Regions from separate parts of the Sus scrofa genome. Here region 2 is linked to region 1. Evidence: chromatin contacts called from public HiChIP or PLAC-seq data. All regions are on one chromosome and are shown on one strand. The core of a region is the stretch at or near the end of the contact, and the rest is flanking DNA. Distances in the headings are between cores, read along the strand shown. Region 1 has its middle 14 kb from the start of ATP6V1C1. Region 2 has its middle 25 kb from the start of AZIN1.

What was found. HiChIP or PLAC-seq counts read pairs in DNA pulled down with a chosen protein or histone mark.
Region 2: an H3K27ac HiChIP or PLAC-seq map of alveolar macrophages shows a contact between it and region 1. The contact joins two enhancer-like sites. A contact is called at or near these places in 3 of 47 Hi-C or Micro-C datasets (liver, retroperitoneal adipose tissue and subcutaneous adipose tissue) and 1 of 2 datasets of contacts at active chromatin or transcription factors (alveolar macrophages).

What each region holds. Positions count from the first base shown.
Region 1 is chr4:34,075,355-34,082,107 of Sscrofa11.1, reverse strand. It overlaps a transcript of ATP6V1C1 not described here. Among named protein-coding and RNA genes, the nearest start is that of ATP6V1C1, 14 kb to the right of the region's middle. Within about 2 kb of position 2,662, at least 4 of the 83 cell types and tissues checked have an H3K27ac peak or open chromatin away from gene starts, as enhancers often do. A contact at or near this core is called in alveolar macrophages, where this site is marked.
Region 2 is chr4:34,198,032-34,204,784 of Sscrofa11.1, reverse strand. No RefSeq gene overlaps it. Among named protein-coding and RNA genes, the nearest start is that of AZIN1, 25 kb to the left of the region's middle. Within about 2 kb of position 4,379, at least 15 of the 83 cell types and tissues checked have an H3K27ac peak or open chromatin away from gene starts, as enhancers often do. A contact at or near this core is called in alveolar macrophages, where this site is marked.

The sequences.
Region 1 (6,753 bases), core at 1,413-3,912:
TAAAGTGCTCGGTCTAAGTCTGGCATAACTTCCACTGTTTTCTGACTGCTGACTTAACGCACAGTCACATCTAGGGTGAAGGCTGAGTTTCTTGTAGCGCACTGTGATCTTTGATCCACAGCACTTCTGGTGAACTTTTTTTGAGTAGGAAAACGTCAAAGGGATTTGGCAGTGGTGATCAGGGCTTTAAAAACTGCTTTTCTGTTAGCTTGGGTGAAGCTGTTCAGTTTCCAGTTCAGCTGGAGGAGATAAGGAGCAGCAAGGTGGGCCAGTGAGAGCACTCAGCTTGTCAATCACTGTTCTTTGGCAATAAGCAAGTCTCAAGTTGTGCAGAAGCTGGAGCCTCGGGTTTGTGTCTCACCCCTCCCGGATCCTTTTCTCTTTTGGTGTATCTTGCAGGGACTAGATAAAATCTAAAGAAACAGTACTCAGAATCTGACTAGGTGGTTAGTGTAACTCTGCTTTTAAAACTGAGCAGGACCTGGGAACCTCCGTGTGCCGTGAGTGTGGCTTTAAAAGACCAAAAAAAAAAAAAAAAAAAAAAAAACCCAAAAATTGGGGAGGAAGCCATTTTTATTTTTTTTTTTTTTGCCATGTTAGCCTTGAAGCCTTATTTACATTATTTTTTTCTATCTGGAAAAAAATGTGTGGACTTCAAAAATCTGATTCTGTGATTATTTTCCACAACTTTTGAAATAATCTCATCAGCCAAAGAGCAAAACTGGAATGCCAAAATAAACCTTTGGTAGAGGAGCTCCTTGTGGTTCACCAGTCTCTCAGCGATCAGTCTTCCTTTTGAACTTGAGTTTGCTTAGGAGTAGCTACAGTTTGGTAGGGGTTTTTTTGTTTGTTTTGTTGCTTTTTAGGGCCATACCTGTGTCATATGGAGGTTCCCAGGCTAGGGGTCGAATCAAAGCTGTAGCTGCCAGCCTGTACCACACCCAAGCTGAATCTTCGACCTTCACCACAGCTCACGGCAATGCCAGATCCTTAACCCACTGAGCAAGGCCAGGGATCGAACCTGAATCCTCATGGATCCTAGCCGGCTTTGTTAACCGCTGAGCCATAAAGGGAATTCCTGGTACAGTTTTGACCAGGTACCTCCTAGTTAAAATTTGTTCTTGTGTGTGTTCTGATCTGTCTGGCAGAATAAACCTTTTCCGCCCTTTGGATGTGGAACTTTATGCTATTTTAGTTATAAACTAATTCGTGTTTGGTTCTCATTTCATCAGTGTTTTTAAGACATAGTAGAAAGCATTAGTATAGTGCCCTTGGAAAGACAGCTGAGGCAGTTAAGCAGGGCAGTCTGAAATTTCCTCCTGACATGAGTGACCCTAACCTTTAGTTTGAAACTAAAAATTTCTTTTTTCTTTTTTTTTTTTTTTAGGGCCGCACCCATGGCACATGGAGATTCCCAGGCTTGGGGTCCAATCGGAGCAGTAGCCCCCAGCCTACACCACAGTGACTCGGGATCTGAGCCACATCTGCAACCTACACCACAGCTCATGGCAGCACCAGATCCTTAACCCACTGAACGAGGCCAGGGATTGAACCCACGTCCTCATGGATACTAGTCGGGTTCGTTTCTGCTGCCCCACGACAGGAACTTCTCAAACTCTATTCTTGATAATGAAGCAAAAATCTTTTCCAAGTGTGTAGCAAATCTGCTGTACTTATTGAGTTCAAAGGAGCCGGGTGGGCAGTGGAGGAGAGGTGCTGTGGTTACAGTGGATAGAAGATGGGGCTCTGTATCTAAAATGAGGCTTGTGTATGTTTGAAAATAAAATGCCAGGTAAGTGCAGAAATGGTGTTTTATAGAAAGAGATTGATGTGTCTTTTAAGGTATTTTAAGCAAACTGTCAGTAAATAGGAAGTTATTTGTAAATTAAGCTGTAAATTAACAGGTGGATTGACTTTACCATGAAAGGTTTTCTTTGTGAACCAGCTTATAGCTTCGTGTTTGAGCATAGTGTTTCTCTGGGTGTGCTGTTGGCCTGATGGACAGGACTTTCCCTGCCTGGCCCCCATCCACTAAACGCCAGTAGTGGCTCCCACGTTGGGACAACCTAAAATTCTCCCAGATGTGTCCAAACTCCTCCTGGAGGAGAGACACCCCATGTGGTGCCATCTTTTATTTGCTGGACACCTGTCCAAGTGCTTCTTAGCGACAGGCTCTCTACCACATGTTAGTGATGGAGAGGTTAGGAGCAGTGTTTTAATAAAATAGAGTGTTAAATGTGTGCAGTCACTAGCTCTGTGACCTTGGGCAAGAAATTTCATTAACTCTTCTCTCACCTGCAGGTGAGTGTGGTGATAGCATCTTCTTTGAAGGGGTCAAGGACAAATCGCTCAGCATATTGAAATGCACAGATTGATTGAGTGGTTGTCTTTACCAGGAAACAGGATCTCAAGCTTGAGTGATGAGTTGGAGAGAACAGGCTTGTTTTAAGTCTTTGGCTTGTTGAATTTCAGGTTAGAATACATTGCCCTAGAGATGTCAGCACCTTCTAGTGGAAACCGTGGTGTGGCCCCGTCAGGATTATAAATACCTGCGCAAAAGAAAAGGGAAGTCATGTCTTGGGAGCCGTGAGTGTAGATTCAGGGCGTTCCCTGGCCTGGAAGGAGTTATTTGCTCTGTGGGTCAGTGTTGAGTTGCCTGTGGCAGAGAGGAAGTCTGTGTGAGCTCAGGAGGTTCTGATGATTCCTTTCAGTACTGGGGCTCCAGTGCCCTCCTTGCTCTGGGCAGCAGTTCAGCCAGCTTTACCAGAAGTTGTAAGAGAGTTTTAGCCTTGTGTTATGTGTTGTTACCTCCCTAATGTGTTTCAGTTTTTATGATCAGCATCTGTGTGACAGTAAGGCTTGACTTATGAGTTTCTTTCTAACCAACTGTAAAATTTAAAAAAAAAAAGCCAATTTATGAAGATTAAATTGTCTTTCATATTTCAGTGTATTTATGGCATGAAATTTAGGTAACCTGTAATAGGATTATGAAGTATTTATAAATACTGTCTTAAGTTGAAAACAAAACAACCTGAAAGTTAAGATTTATTTTAAGATGGTATGTGTCTGGAAAATTTTACAATTTCATTCTGTGTGAATCGGAGAAGTGTTCCTTGGAAGGCGAAATCCCCCATTGTTGTTGGAAACTTTAAACAAGTTTTATTATGAGCAAGCCTCTCCCACAATCCCAGTTAATATGCTTCTGTTTCAAAGGATGAATTTTTAACATTCAGAGAGGAAACAGTTACTGTTAGCTTTTATTTGTATGATATTAAAAATTTCCAGGGGGAGTTCCCACTGTGGCTCAGCGGTTAACGAACCTGAGTAATATCCATGAGGATGTGGGTTTGATCCCTGGTCTCGCTCAGTGGGTTAAGGATCCAGCGTTGCGGTGAGCTGTGGTATAGGTGGCAGACAGGGCTTGGATCTTGTGTTGCTGTGACTGTTGGCATAAGCCAGCAGCTGTAGCTCCAGTTCAACCCCTAGCCTGGGAACTTCCATATGCCACGGGTATGGCCCTAAAAACCAAAAAAAAAAAAAAAAAAAAAAAAAAATTCTGGGGGAGGATATAGCAGATTTTTAGGATAAATGGTTTATGGTAAATGTTTTGCACTGATTGGTTGTGTTAAAAGTTGATGTGTCACAATTGGAAGGCTGTGTGATATTTCGCTGATATCTGAGGTATGCCCTCTTGCGCTTGTTGAAATAAGCCACGTATAAACAACTTGATGTTTTCGAGGACTGAAAAGGAAGCTGTTTTGTATGTGACCACCTTCAATCTTTGTTGTGATATTTAATTTACTGTAAAAGGTGGTTGCATTTCAGAGACTAACGTACTGGTTTCTCAAAACCATTAAGAGCAGTTAAGTATTGGAGCACTTATTGGGGTGCTGTGCTCTTTTCTGTGGTTGCCGCTATCTTGGGTCAGGCCCGTAGTTTCATTCACAAAAGAAACACAGCTGTCTGGGTTTGTTATCTGCACCTTTCGCGTTGTTGTGATAGTTACTGCTTTACTCTTTTTATTTTACATTCAAATTACTTCTGGTAGGAAAATAATCAACAGCCTTCAAATTCCTAGAACTGGGTGATAACAATAAAGAAGAGAAACAGCCTCAGAGCTTTGGACCTAGGATTGATTTCCTGTCTTCTCTCCTTTCCATCCTTCTATTTTGAAAAAGAGTTGTTAGTGTCTACAAAATAAAAGCGTATTTATTGCAGTCAGATAAGACAGAGTCGTTTAAAAATCTGAGTAGTTTCTCTCATGCCTCCAGTGTCTTCTGCCTTGATTTTTTTTTTTTTTATCTTGCCGTCTGCATTAAGGTCCCCGCATCACAGACCCACCTCCCACCTGTCATAGAGGCCTACACACACACACACACACACACACACACACACACACTCCCCTTCAAGACAGGGAGGAGATTTTATTTGTTTTGCTTCTCAGAGTTTCCAGAGTTCTGGGAATTTAGGCACCAAAAACACTGGGTGAGGTGAATGATATGACTCTAAATTGAAAGTAGTTACAGTCAAACAAGAGACATGTAGGGAAAAGAAATGAAAAATAGATGTCTGCTTTAATGCAGTCAGTTACACGGGTTTATCTGGACACATGGGTTGAGGGAGAAGTAGCTTGGGATTATATTAATGGATTTGGGGCATGGTTGGACGTAGTTGGCAAAACTTTTGTTAAGGAAAGTTTGCATTGGTTTAAATAGGAAGAGAGCGGTTGTTTTGGGCAAAATGGACTGTTGGAGCAGAGGCAAATAGGAAAGAGAACTAAAGGAAGGCCCGAAGTAAAGATGGGTAAAGAGAGGTCAGGAACATTGTGAAGATAAGGCAGAAAAACTCAGATAAATGATAATGAAAAATGGGAGATTTGAGTTTCATTCCCAAGAAAGAAGCAGACCAGGCATTGACATTTTTGTGCTTACTCACCTGAAGCAGTTTTTTTAGAGCTGGAAAAAAATTTCAGCAAGTTTTGGGAATGAATCAGGATTCTACACTGTGGTCACAAAACTACCTGTTTGTATGTAGGGCATTTAAGAGCCTTTATATTCTGTCCTTCATAAATGAAATAAAATTGTGCATTTCTTAAGCAAAGCAATAATTTATCCAGATTTTGGGTTGTTCTTTACTTGATTTTATGTATTATATTGCCTTTCACTTTCTTTTTAAGTTTGTAAGGTGCCAGATTTTGTTTTGTTCTCTACTTGGAGTTTTGTTCTGAACTCCATGGGACAAAAATCATTTCTGTATTATAAAACTAACAATACTGGGTGATTCTTGAAAATGATGATATGACGTTTAGCCATCCTGTTAAGGAATATTTATCATTTCTCGTGACATTTACTGTATAGCTCACTGTATAGTCATGGAAATGTGTTTTACTGCAGTGGTTCTGAAACCTGACTGATCATCTGACTTACTTGAGGGACTTAACAAGAAAATAGGAAAAATGAGTCCTGTGTCTTATCCAGGATAGATTCCTGGAATATAGGAGCAAAAAAGGATCCTGGATACAGTAATCCAGTCCTCTCATTTTACAAATGAAGAGACTTATGCAGACAGTGATATGAAGAACTGGCATTAGAATACAGATCTTCATATTCTCAGTGCAGTGCTCTGGCTGTTACACTGCCTTTCTGGAGTTGGCATTCAGGTTCTCTCTGGCTATAATTCTCAGTGAGATAAAAAAGGCTGTTTATCAGCCTTGATCCCATGCTTCAGACATAGCTACTACTAACGGGCTTTGCTTTTATCTTTTGAATTTATATCCAGGGTTTTTTGTTACCATGCCATGTAACGGTCTCTAAACTTTTTGGTGTTTCAAGTGTGAGGGTACTGCTTCACTTTTTTTTTTTTTTAAATATATATAAAGTGTGTGGATTTTTTTTTTTTGGCATTTACATATAGTAATTCATTATTAAAAATTTAGGAAATGGAAATTTACAGAAAGAATGAAAACAAACATAATCCACTCCCAAGAGGTAATCTTTAGTAGTTTTTAAAATAATTTAATGTTTATGCTTATACGTATTCTTCTTTTTGCCATTTTCTTGGACTGCACCCACGGCATATGGAGGCTCCCAGGCTAGAGGTCTAATTGGAGCTGTAGCCTCCGGCCTACACCAGGGCCACAACAATTCGGGATCCAAGCCGCGTCTGCAACCTACACCACAGCTCACGGCAACACCGGATCCTTAACCCACTGAGCGAGGTCAGGGATCGAACCTGCAACCTCGTGGTTCCTAGTCGGGTTCGTTAACCACTGAGCCACGACAGTAACTCTTACATATTCTCCTTTCTTAAAGCTGGAAGAGCTAGGTCAAAGGGTATACACATTTTTATGGCTTTGATAAATATCGACATACTGCCTTTTAGAAATTGTCCCTTTTTATTTATTTTTATTTTTTTCTTTTCTTTTTTTTAAGGGCCAAATCCATGGCATACGAAGGTTCCTAGGCCAGGGGAATAATCGGAGCTACAGCTGCTGGCCTATGCCACAGCCACAGCCCCTGGGGATCCAAGCCACGTCTGTGACCTACACCACAGCTCACAGCACTGCTAGATCCTTAACCCATTGAGTGAGGCCAAGGATGGAACCCATATCCTCATGGATATTAGTCGGATTCACCTCCGCTGTGCCACAATGGGAACTCCAAGATTGCCCCTTTTTAAAAAAGTTAACAAGTTTTTTGGTTTCTCATATGATATGTAATTATTTTAGATTGAGGAAATACTAATGATGGCAAG
Region 2 (6,753 bases), core at 3,130-5,629, 120 kb before region 1:
CCCAGGCTAGGGGTCGAATCAGAGCTGTAGCCACCGGCCTACGCCAGAGCCACAGCAACGCGGGATCCAAGCCTCGTCTGCAACCTACAGCACAGCTCACAGCAACGCCAGATCCCCAGCCCACTGAGCAAGGCCAGGGATCGAACCCACAACCTCATGGTTCCTAGTTGGATTCGTTAACCACTGAGCCACAACGGGAACTCCAGGAAGTTTTCAAATTGTATTATTATTTTTTTGTGGCCACAAATGCAGCATATGGAAGTTCCAGGCCAGGGATGGAATCCAAGCAGCAGCAGTGACCTACACCACAGCTGTGGCAACGCCAGATCCTTAACCCACTGTGCCAGGCTGGGGATTGAACCCAAGTTGCCACAGAGACAATGGTAGATCCTTAACCCACTGCACCACAGTGGGAACTCCTCAATATGTATTTTTAATTAAATGCATAGAAAAGAATACTCCACTTAATTCTTACATTACCAGCAGCATTACTTTTCCTAAAATATGGAGCTTTCCAACTCGAGTGTGTTCTTGTTCCTTGGCAGGCAGTCTCCCTCCATCTGCTCTCTGCCACCCTCTCTACTTCATCTTCATCAGGTTTCAGTGGAAGGAATGGCTTTGGCCTTTGTGTACTTGGTAAAATAGGGGCAATAGATGCCACCTCAAAGATTGCCAAAAGGAGTAAATGAGGTGACATCTGAAAATGCCTGGCATGTACTTGAGACCAGTCAGTTTATGCTGGTTTCTTTTTCTCCCTCCTGCACCGTGCTCTTCAGCTGCACTGTAGTTTTTGCCCTCTCAGAGCACACGCATAGTTTCACTCCAGTTTTTTGCTCATCCTTTCCCGCTGTTTCACAGGTATCCTCCTGATCACTTATCCTATAAAAATTAAATGAATACTTCAAGACATATCTCAAAGTGCACTTAATCAGCGAAAGTTTTCTGAGTGTCCCAGGAGATTTAAAACTGCCAGGGAGGAAGAAAAGCTTACCTCTATCCTTATGAAATTGACATAAGAAACGTGAACAGGAAAAAAAAATCACATTTTAATCTGTACATAGAGAAACCCCACATACATGAGAGGTTCAGAGACAGAAAGATAAAATGAGGCATATCCTGAGTTAAGAAAGGGATACAGTCCTGGAACTTCCAAGGACAGAAGGGTAATGCCAGGGTAGTAAGAAGAGGAGACATTTGGGTGTTAGATATTTACCCTGCTATATAGATGGGGCCACTTATCTCTGGTAATAGTTCTTTCTTTGAGAAAAATCCCCAATTTTTTTTGTTGTTGTTTGTTTGTTTGCTTTTTAGGTCCACACCCGTGGTATATGGAGGTACCCGGACTAGGGATCTAATCGGAGCTACAGCTGCCAGCCTACACCACAGCCACAGCAACGCGGGATCCAAGCCTCGTATGCGACCTATACCACAGCAAACGCAACAGTGGATCCTTAACCCACTGAGCAAGGCCAGGGATTGAACCCGAAACCTCATGGTTCCTAGTTGGATTCGCTTCCGCCGAGCTGAATAATCCTCATGCCGGAGTTCCTCTTGTGGCACAGTGGAAACAAATCTGACTAGGAACCATGAGGTTTCAGGTTCAATCCCTGGCCTTGCTCAGTGGGTTAAGGATCCACTGTTGCGTTTGCTGTTGTATAGGTCGCATACGAGGCTTGGATCCCGCGTTGCTGTGGCTGTGGTGTAGGCCGGCAGCTGTAGCTCCAATTAGACCCCTAGCCTGGGAACCTCCATATGCCACAGGTGCAGCCCTGAAAGCAAAAAACAAACAAACAAACAAAAATAATCCACATGGCAAAGCACATCTCAGGGAGGCCTTTTCTGAACCCCTACAATCCTTTTTTACACTTCCATGTAATTTTAGAAGTTTCTTGAAAGTTTTCTAAGAAACTTTCATAGACCATCTTATATTAGTGTTTGTGGACATATCTTTTTTTTGTTTGTTTGTTTTTTGGCTGCACCTGCAGTAGGTGGAAGTTCCTGGGCCAGGGATAGAACCCTCGCCAGAGGAGTGACCCTCTCCACAGCACTGACAACGCAGGATTCTCAACCTACTAAGCCACCAGGGAACTACATATCTTATGGACATATCTTATGGACATATCTTATGGACTTATGTCTGTCTTCAGAACCCAACACAATATTTATTGAATTGATTATTTTTTTGACCAGGAAATTTGGATCTCAGGTTTCATAACTGAAACGCATCATAAAAATCATTCCAAGTACAGTCTCCCTATAAATAGTTCCTCTCTTTATGTGATAACATCCAGCGTGGCAATTTAGCACCCTTGCCGCCCACAGCTCTCTGGGAGATATAGCTGCACAAGATAATGTAAGATAATGGGACTCCTAGGGATTGGTGGTGGTGATGATGGGGGTGGGGAGACCTATAGCTGATTGGACCAGGGGTGAGCACACACCTGACCCAGCAGGAACCAGTTGCTCACTCAGAAATGACATGTGTGGGAGTTCCCGTCGTGGCCCAGTGGTAAACGAATCTGACTAGGAACCATGAGGTTGCGGATTCGATCCCTGGCCTTGCTCAGTGGGTTAAGGATCTGGCGTTGCTGTGGCTCTGGCGTAGGCCCGTGGCTACAGCTAGACCCCTAGCCTGGGAACCTTCGTATGCTGCAGGAGTGGCCCTAGAAAAGGCAAAAAGACCAAAAAAAAAAAAAAAAAAAGAAAAAGAAAGGAAAAAAAAAAGAAACATGCGTGGACCAGGTTCTCTCAGAAGAGCCAGGCTAGTTCCTTCCTCCCTGAAGAATTTCAGTGTTTGTTGTTACTTGGGGGTGGGTGCTGGAGCTTAGTGGCCATAGTGTAAGTCCAGGATGACCAGCCATGCTGTGTCTCTCGAAAGGTGAAGGAGCAGAAGGAAGGCAAAGCAGAGGAAAGGCTGAAGCTGGCTCAGAAGCAGAGACAGAGAGACATAGGGAGGAGCCACCCTGTTCCTGAGGGCCCATTTCTCTGGCCAGTTTGAATGAAACCTTGCAACACTTTGCTTTTTGTCCTTGGATCCTGTGAGCCCTCTGTGTCCTCTCAGTAAGTACCCCTTTCTACCTCAGTTGGACCAACATTTCTTACAGTCACCCACTTCCTGACTACAAAAGGGAAATTGTTTTGCTCGGCCAACTCCAGTCTATAATATGTCCAGTCACCTGAATTTATATCTCATTTTTGGCCCTCCTTTACTAGATAATTATGACTTTGGGCAAAATTTTTGCTCACTTCACTCCATGTCTCAGTTTTTTTGTTTGTTTGTTTTTTGGGTTGCACATGCGGCATATAGAAGTCCCCAGGCTAGGGGTTGAATTGGGGCTGTAGCTGCCATCCTTCACCACAGCCACAACAATGCAGGATTCAAGGCATGTATGAGGCCTACACTCTAGCTTTCGGCAATGCTGGATCCTTAACCCACTGAGCAAAGCCAGGGATCGAACCCACATCCTCAAAGACACTAGTTGGGGAGTTCCCATCATGGCTCAGTGGTTAACGAATCCGACTAGGAACCATGAGGTTGCGGGTTCGATCCCTGGCTTTGCTCAGTGGGTTAAGGAGCCAGTGCTGCTGTGAGCTGTGGTGTAGGTCTCAGATGCGGCTCGGATCTGATGTTGCTGTGACTGTGACAGGCTGGTGTCTGTAGCTCTGATTAGACCCCTAGCCTGGGAACCTCCATATGCGGCGGGTGCGGCCCTAGAAAAGACAAAACGCAGAAAAAAAAAAAAAGATACTAGTTGGGTTCTGAGCCACAGCAGGAACTTCCATGTCAGTTTCTTTAATAGGTGAAATGCAGTAATTTCACATGGTGCTTTACCACTTACCAGTTACTTTCTATACATTATCTCATGTGAATTTTTCAAAAGTTCCCAGAATACAAAGAATTTTTATTCATATTTTCCAGGCTTTCCCAAGACCTCTGTCAGAAAATATAACTTTTTAAAAAAGAATAATAAATTATAGATTGAATGAATGAATGAATGAATACACTCTAAGATCTCTTCCATAGAAGTTTTTCATGAAAAATGTAATATCATTAGAGATATAAAAGTGACGTCAAAAAAAAAGTGACATCATACTCTATATAAGTGCTGTTTCAAAATGTATTGATACTGAGTTCAATAGTAGGCCCACTAGACTGAAGACCTATGGTTGTGATAAAGTGCTCTATTTCTAAAACTGTGCATAGGACTCCTGCCTGTGGCATGTGCTTCATGAAGGACTCCAGAGACCATCTGGAAGTTTGACTTCAAGGCTATTGGCTCAAGAGCTTACGTAGATGCATGAGCAATACCTGGTACTTTCCCAGTTTAAAATATGCTAGCTTGTGTCACAAAGAACTTTCAGTACTATGATGATGGTGCATGGTCCTGTTCCCCAGAACTTCCTCCCATTGTCCCCAAGGACACCAACACAGCCTGACCAGGTCCCACCACTGACAACCTTCTTCCTCTCCCTCCTCCCTGCCAGGGCTGTCTGTCAGCCTGATTGTGCTCAGAGCACACAGCCCCCTACGGGGTTTGGGGGGAAACTGATCCTGCGGCTCCCCAGAGCTGCCCTGTGCTGTTCCACGCAAAGCCCTGCTGAGTCACCATCTCTCCTCCCAGCTGCCGCCACCAGACCACATGGCTTCTTTCTCAATTCAGCCTGAAAGAGAAGAGCACGTTATGCAAACTAGGTGCGAGCACAACGAAGCAACCCCCTTCCTCCCTCACACCAAAAAAGCACACTGGGGCACCTTATGTAATATAGAGAGTAACCAACATGTTGTAAACGTGCTGGTTGGTTCACTGCCGAAAGGGCTGACCCTCAGTTGGGCCTGTTCCGTACAGCTCCGAGAGAAGCAGCAAGTGTGTGGGTTGGAAGAGATTGTAACTTTCAGCTCATTTGCTAAAATGGTGGTAGCTCCCATTATAGCGATGTGTAAATTGATGTATTACTATATGCCATACCATTCTGTACATTGTGGGATAGAATGCATGTAAAGCCTTTAACATAGTACCTGTAACAAATAAGTATTCAACAAATGCCAGATATAGAAGTAGTAGCAGTATATTGTTACTACATTGTATAACGTATTATTATATTATTAGGGCACTAGTAGTTATAGTATCTTATTTATCCCACCCCAAAACATTTGCTAAGCCTTTGCTCTTCCATCAGTCATCCCTTCAGGAAACCTCTTCTGAACATGTATTACATACCAAGCACGATGTTAGGCCCTGGGGACACACAGAAGAATAGATTCCTGCATTTTCAGACAAGGCTTCTAATCTAACTTAACCACTATCTTCCTGGTGGTGTTGGACCTGCTCTGTAAGCTTTCTGAGCTTAAATTTATTTGACTGTTAAATGAGTACAATAATTTCTGTGTCATGGGATTGATGGGATTAGAAGCACATGCACAGGGCTGAACAAGGCACATTACTCATCTAAGGAGAAGCTCTTAATATGATCTTAGCATCATTTAATATGGAATTTTTATATATCACCTTTAAAAAGAATTCTAGGAGAGGAATTCCCACTGTGGCACAATGGGATTGACGGTATCTCTGGAGTAGCAGAGACGCAGGTTTGATCCCTGCCCCAGTGCAGTGGGTTAAGGATCTGGCCTTGCCACAGCTGTGGCGTAGGTCACAGCTCCAGCTTCTCTTCGATCCCTGGCCCAGAAACCCATAGGTCATGGGGCAGCCAAAAAAGAAAAAAACAAAACTAGGAGAGAATTCCTTTTCAGGTACTCACAGGGATCAGTAGTAAAAACTGGAATTCAAACCTGAGTCCACCTGCAGGCCACATAACAGGCCAGTGCAATTCCAAGTTTGAAATCAGGATTTTTCACTGACACCCCCTGGTGTGTCAAGATTCCACACGTCTTCTGGACAGATGAAGCATCAATGTATATGGAGAGGAGATTTTTTAAAATAGAGGAATCTGGGAGTTCTCGTCCGTGGCACAATGGAAACGAATCTGACTAGGAACCATGAGGTTTCAGGTTCAATCTCTGGCCTCACTCAGTGGGTTAAGGATCCGGTGTTGCTGTGAGCTGTGGTGTAGGTCACAGATATGGCTCGAATCTGGCATTGCTGTGGCTGTGGTGTAGGCTGGCGGCTACAGCTCCGATTAAACCCCTAGCCTGGGAACCTCCATATGTTGCAGGTGTGGCCCTAAAATGATAAAAAAAGAAAAAGATAAAAATAGAGGAATCTAACTCAAACATAAATTCAAGTTTTTTGGAAATCTTCGGACACCTGGCATGACATGATGTTAAATACAAAAGCATCCCTGTTCCATGAGGTTTCTGATGAGAAAGTAAGAAATGTGATGCTACAGAGCCAAACAAACCTCAAAAAACTCACAGAAAAGACATTTTTCATTGTTGATTGCCATCCAGAGATACCATTTTTGGAAACTTTGAATAGAACCAATTTGCAAATTTGCAAGGATGCAACAGGTCATTCTTACCCCCCGCCCCCAATACTTACTCTGGGCATGTTAAAGTCTCAAAATCTGAATGATTTGCATTCCTAATGAAAAAACAAAAATCAAAACAAATTTGGGGAAAGCAGTAACTTTCTGACCTCTTTGTGCTCACTTTTCAGAGCATGTTTGTGTGCTTGTTTATTTTCTTAAGTCTCTTGGTTATATATTTTCTTTGTTTTGGTTTCATTATGAAATATTCCATCTGTGTATTCATTTTCTGGATTGATTCCCTAGAATTTTAAGTAAGAGACAGCTTAG